Linked DNA regions of Callithrix jacchus: region 1 is linked to region 2. The links are chromatin contacts, called in public Hi-C maps. All regions are on one chromosome and are shown on one strand. Each heading gives the region's core, a stretch centred on a gene start, on an enhancer-like site or on the middle of the called end of the contact. The rest is flanking DNA. Distances are from core to core; before and after follow the strand shown.

Region 1 (2,966 bases), core at 193-2,692, 150 kb before region 2:
ACCACCCTCTCCCACCCTCCCTGATGGGGAATGGACCTGCAGCCCCCTGCAGGTCTGCAGGGAATTCTGAGAGAGCGGGCACCCCTGTTCACATCCATGCTCTCTGTCTGCTGCCTGCCCTACCCCAGTCTTGGGCTCAGGCTCAGTCTGTGTGTCACCAGCCCCATCAGGAGGACAAGACTGGCAGGCGGAAGGGATGAGAAATGGAGATGGTCGTAGCAGAGGGCTCAATTGCTGGGTCTTGTGCTTGGAGCTAAGGAGATTGTCAGATTCTGCAACAACTTCTACAACACGGATGCCTCCAGCACAGATGGTCAGATGCTGGGCAAAGGGCTGCAGCAAAACCCTGGAGGCCCCTACTGTGCCAGGTGTAAACTCTTTACCTGCTTTCATAAGGATGTCCAGGGGGTTCGAGGGGAGAAGCCAGGGAACTTGGATAATGGGAGCATTTGGGGACTCAAATACCCACAGTAAGCCATACTGTAGGTATTTCAGTATTTTAACAGCTCATATAGCCATACCGAACATCAGTCATGGAAGACCCTTTCCAAACTGTCCATTCCCCTTCTATTACATAACAAAAGCAGCCATCGTTTGCAATTTCTTTCAACGAACATGTATTGAGTACTGAGTTGGAGCCTAGGCACTGGGTCAGGGAGAGGCCTGTCACTACGGGCTTCAAGGCAACCTCTTCCAGGCTCTGCCCCAGATCAGGCAGAGACCCCCAAAAAGGACGCTGCTCCACCCAGCAGCATCTTAAGCCATAGTGGGCTCAGTGCCTCCCTTCTAGACAGAGCCCGATTGAGTCACTGCATGTGCAGAGGTGAGCAGATCCAGCCTTGTGGAACCAGTAGAAGCCCAGCCTGGGTGAGGCTGTTGCTAAGCAACCCTGGAGCCCATTCTGAAAGGGTCCATCTGTTGGCCAGCCCAACTTCACTGTGTTCTGAGCATTCTGCATTCCCCAGGTCCCATCTGCTCCCTCCCATGTGCCTTAGAGCGATAATAAAAGTCCACCAGTATCTCAGTGTGAGCTGACAGGGGCCAGGCAGCACATATTTTTGTCCTAGATGTGTCTAAACATAGACGCAACAGGCGACAGGCAGAACGCAGTGGGGGGCGGGAGGCAGGAGGCCGAGATGCTTGTGAGCATGAGCTTTCCTGGCCTCCTCCCTTCTCCCATCCTCAGTCTAACTGCTCAGACTTCTGCGTGCCAGGAAGGGTGACTTCACAGCACTCCACGGATTTCTGTGGTACTTTCCAGTTGGACAAATTCTTTCACAGCCATTCTGTGGACTGAGCCTATACCCTTCCTGCCTTCATGGGCTCTCTGCCCACTCCTTTCCTAACCCTAGGGCAGCTGGCTGAACGCCTGGTCCTTTTTGCAGCTTTCGTTCTTCTTGGCCTCTCTGAAGTACTTGTCAAAGGCCACTACCTCCCCCTTGCAGCCCACTCCTTCCTGGGTTTGTGGACGCTAAATTACCTTGATTTTTCTGGTCTTCTGGTAGCTGCCTTTAATGCCCTCCTCCTCCCTTTTCTCAGCCTTGAAAATGGAGACATTCTTCAATTTTCATGTCTCCGTTCTATTTTCTTTCCTTTTTTACTCTCTTTTTGAAACAGGATCTTGCTCTGTCTCCCAGGCTGGAAGTGCAGTGGTGCAATCATAGCTCACTGCAGCCTTGAAGCCCTAGGCTCAAGCCATCTTCCCACTTCAGCCTCCCGAGTAGCTGGGACTACAGGCATGTATCACCATACCCAACTAATTTGGGGGTTGTTGTTGTTGTTTTAGTGTAGAGGTGGGGTCTTGCCATGTTGCCCAGGCTGGTTTTGAACTCTGGACTCAGGTGATCCAGCAGCCTCGGCCTTCTAGAGTGCTGGGATTACAGGTATGGGCCACTGTGCCTGGCCTCTGCTTTCTTTTCTGTGTCTCCACATCCTCTCACTCAGATTTATCCATTTCCAGGATTTCCCATGAAATGTCTGAGTGCCGGATTCCTCGGTCTCTCAGGCTGTGTCTTCATTTCTTCTTTCCCAAACTCCAATCCTATATTTCTGACCTTTAAAATACGTTTCCCCTGGAATGCTCTATAGGGTACAAGGTTACCCAAAAGGCAGATTAATGTATGATCAAGCAGGAGGGGGGCTGAAATAAGTTCATGTATCACACCCAATCTTTTCTCATGAGAAAAAGCAGGAGTTTGATAAATTCCTTTAAACATCATTTGTGGTTTACCAGTATTTCTATACTGAATTACATATAAGGGGCATTGCTATCTTTTTTTTTTCTTTTTTTTTTTTTGAGACGGAGTTTTGCTCTTGTTACCCAGGCTGGAGTGCAACGGCGCGATCTCAGTTCACTGCAACCTCCACCTCCTGGGTTCAGGCAATTCTCCTGCCTCAGCGTCCTGAGTAGCTGGGATTACAGGCACACACCACTATGCCCAGCTAATTTTTTGTATTTTTAGTAGAGATGGGGTTTCACCATGTTGACCAGATGGTCTCGATCTCTTGACATAGTGATCCACCCGCCTCGGCCTCCCAAAGTGCTGGGATTACAGGCCTGAGCCACCACGCCCGGCCCTATTGCTATTTTTTTGATGCTCAGAGCTTCTAAATCTAATCCTGCCATGATTCCACTGCCATCTCAAACTTAAAATTCATTCAAAAAATAATTTTCTGAGCAAGGAATGTCTAGATAGGAACGAATTTTTTGTCTTCCCAAACTCTCTGCTCCCTAGTTCTTTGTTTCTGTCAATGTTATTGGGATTTTCAAGCTCTATAGGCATGAAATGTCAGGGACCTTATCTAATAGGATTCTTCCTAGTGCCCCAGAATCTAACAGGATTCTTCCCACCTTCCCATTCCCACTGCTACTGCAGGGGCTCAGATCCTCATCACTTGGTGCATTAAAGGCGAACTGGTTCCACCTCCCCACCATGAAACAATAGACTTACATAGCCTTAGGTTCT
Region 2 (2,980 bases), core at 36-2,535:
CAGCAGTTTGGGAGGTGGATTACCTGAGGTCAGGGGTTCAAGACCACCCTGGCCAACATGCTGAAACCCTGGCTCTACTAAAAATACAAAAAATTAGCTGGGCGTGGTGGCGGGCGCCTGTAATCCCAGCTACTAGGGAGGCTGAGGCAGGAGAATAGCTTGAACCCAGGAGGCAGAGGTTGCAGCGAGCCGAAATTGCGCCACTGCACCGCAATCTGGGCAACAAGAGTGAAACAACGTGAGTGAAAACCACACACACACACACACACACAACCGTGCCAGAGCCCATCCAGGGATCTGAACAAATGTCAGCTACTATAAGCGATACATGAGTTGGGGAGGCACTGCTTCGGGCTTGGGGCAACATCAGGTCTGGAAAAAAACACCTGTGGAATGAGTAAGGGCTGGCCACCTCCTAAAACAGGACAAAAGATTAGGCTTGCCTAGATCCTTAGCCTGACTGCTTCTCCTCCTGCCTTTCTAGAGGCGGTATTATGGGATGGAAACACTTGGTGGGTGCAGTGGGCATAAAGGTAAGTTAGTGTGTTTTTATCACCTAGGAGCTGAGTCGAGAGTGGGAGAAAAAAGGAAAAATAATTACCAGGTAGGATGACGATTAAGCAATATACTGGAGACAGGAACAGAAACACACCGTGGAAAAAAAAAAACCCACGGTGTGGATGGAGATTTAAGATAAGAGAAAGCGCTAGACACAGGCAGTCATCTGCACCCATGAATACTGTATTATTGCTGACTCCTCCAGGGCCCACTTTAACTCTTCCTTCAACCAGAATGCCTGCGGAACTAGCTTTGTGGAACCGCAGGGGATAAAGATCTTTATTTGCAATGTCGAACTCCAGCAGAGTAACCCTTTATTGCTTTCCACACGCGCAAAGCCGGGTTCTAAACGCTGCAGTTCGCGTTTCTCGGCTAACGAAAGAAACACGAGGAACTGCTTGCAGGTGCAGGGGATGAAGCCAAGAAAAGAAAAGCGAGGCCGAAAGGGCGCAACCACCAAGTCTGCGGAGAAACCAGGGCCGGTGGAGCAGAGAAATGGGAAGGTCAGCCCTGCCCCAGCGCGCCCAGCGTAACCCGGGTTTCCTTAGCGCTGCAAAGCCGGGGAACCTCCCGGGCGCCTGCGCCGCCGCGGCGAGACTTGGCGCCGTGGACATGGAGAGAGAGGGCGACGCACCTGCGCGAAGACGGCGACGGGAGAAGCCGCTCCAGTGCGACTGCGCGGCGGCCCGGGCGTCGAGGCAAACCTCGGCGAGGAGCGCGCCGCGCGCTTGCGCAGAGAACTGCGTTGCGCGGCGGCGGGCAAGGGCCGTGCGGAGTGAGTGGCGCTGCGGGTGGGGCCGTCGGCGGCGCTGGTGAGCTTTGCGGAGTTGGGCGGTGCCGAGGAGGAGGTGGCGGCCTGGGTCTGACGCGGCCCTGTTCGTGGGGGCCCCTCTTGTTTATTTATTTATTTTCCGTGGGTGCCTCCGACTGTGCGCGCGCTCTTGCTACCCGGCGGGGAGGGGGTGGGGGGAGGGCCCGGGAAAAGGGGGAGTTGGAGCCGGGGTCGAAACGCCGCGTGACTTGTAGGTGAGAGAACGCCGAGCCGTCGCCGAAGCCTCCGCCGCCGAGAAGCCCTTGTTCCCGCTGCCGGGAAGGAGAGTCTGTGCCGACAAGATGGCGGACGGGGAGTTGAACGTGGACAGCCTCATCACCCGGCTGCTGGAGGGTGAGTGCGCGCCGGGCCGCGACACAGAGGGAGGCTGGGCGTCGCCGCCGACCCCTAGCGTCCCCCTCCGCCGCCGAAACGCGACGGGACCCCTTTCCCGCCCCGAGACGAGTCTCTGGGAGCGCGGCGCGGCTGGCGGGGCGAGGAGGCTGCTGGACGCTGGGGAGCGGCCCCCGGGAGTGCGATCGGGGGAGAGGGGGCCGTCCCCGCGTACCCTTGGGGGCCAGGTGCGCTGGCTGGAGGCTGTGCGGAGCGGGTCTACGGAAGAGCCTTTCGGAAAGGCCGCCGGGCTCCGCGCGCCGTCGTTCTCGCCTCCGGTGACCCCTCCGAGGTGGCAGAGAGGATGCCTGCCGCCGGGCTTTGTGTCGATGGAATCCGTTTCTTCTCTGTTCTCTTTGTGCATTGCCCTTGGCTGCCTCCGTTTGTCGTTTCGGGAGTGAATTATGTGTGTGTATATATGTACCTGTCATGAGGACTGCTTCGTCTGCTCTGCATTTTTACGTGATGCTACAGAATGGATTCTTATTAAAGAGAGGATAAAATTAGCGGGAATTTTTTCCGCCATTTGTTTCTTGGCCTAAAAAAAAATTTGTAAGACAAAATATGTGATCAGGTTGAAGATGCACGTAAGACATGGGAAGTATGGAGATGCCTTTGCTGAAGGCTTCTGCGTTTGATTTGAGCAGAGCTTAATTTCTGCACAAACTTAGTGAATACCTATTTTTAAAGCCTGCCTTATGTTCAAAAGGTATCTGCAAGTCTACGCAGCATTTGAGCTTTCTGGGCCCTAGTGTTTTGATTGAATAGTTCTATGCTGGTGGGAAGGTAAGGGGGGAAAATGAAGAGGTAGACTAGCCAGGAGTTCAATGTTATTGATTCATTGCAGGATGTTATTCCAAGTTAAATGCAGTCTTCTGCCAAACAGTCCTCTACCCTAAAATTTGTGTCATCACTAATTTGTGAGTGTGTAGAAAAGCCTTTAAACCTTTTTTAGCAATTTGGAGGCCTCTGTTAGCTGCCGTCCAAGGATTGCATATGTACTGTTTGCTTTCAAATTACCTGAAGATAATTGTTTGCTACAGTGAAGCAAAATGTACTTATAATTGGAAAATCATCAAAGAAGATTGTGATGGGGAAGGGGTATTTCCTTTTTTTCAACGAATGTGTTGGTATCTAAAACACAAGTTTTTTGAGTACTGGTTGTGTAACTAGGGTATATTTGCTCCAGATGTGAAGGCCATCCAGCAGTCTTAAGAC

Evidence for each region. Hi-C and Micro-C count contacts between places; a contact is called where the count stands out from the background.
Region 1: a contact with region 2 is called in a Hi-C map of skeletal muscle, with 2.4 times the contacts expected there. The contact joins the enhancer-like site here to the promoter of PPP1CB in region 2. A contact is called at or near these places in 2 of 3 Hi-C or Micro-C datasets (both in skeletal muscle).

Annotation. Positions count from the first base shown.
Region 1 is chr14:86,439,652-86,442,617 of calJac240_pri, reverse strand. All of the region lies in intron 43 of PLB1 (phospholipase B1), which reads left to right. All of the region lies in intron 1 of LOC118147366 (a long non-coding RNA gene), which reads right to left. Among named protein-coding and RNA genes, the nearest start is that of PLB1, 120 kb to the left of the region's middle. Within about 2 kb of position 1,442, at least 7 of the 16 cell types and tissues checked have an H3K27ac peak or open chromatin away from gene starts, as enhancers often do. A contact at or near this core is called in skeletal muscle, where this site is marked.
Region 2 is chr14:86,291,114-86,294,093 of calJac240_pri, reverse strand. PPP1CB (protein phosphatase 1 catalytic subunit beta) reads left to right here and starts at 1,285. Exons shown (of 9, transcript XM_078349615.1): 1 at 1,285-1,471; 2 at 1,585-1,723. The coding sequence starts at 1,672.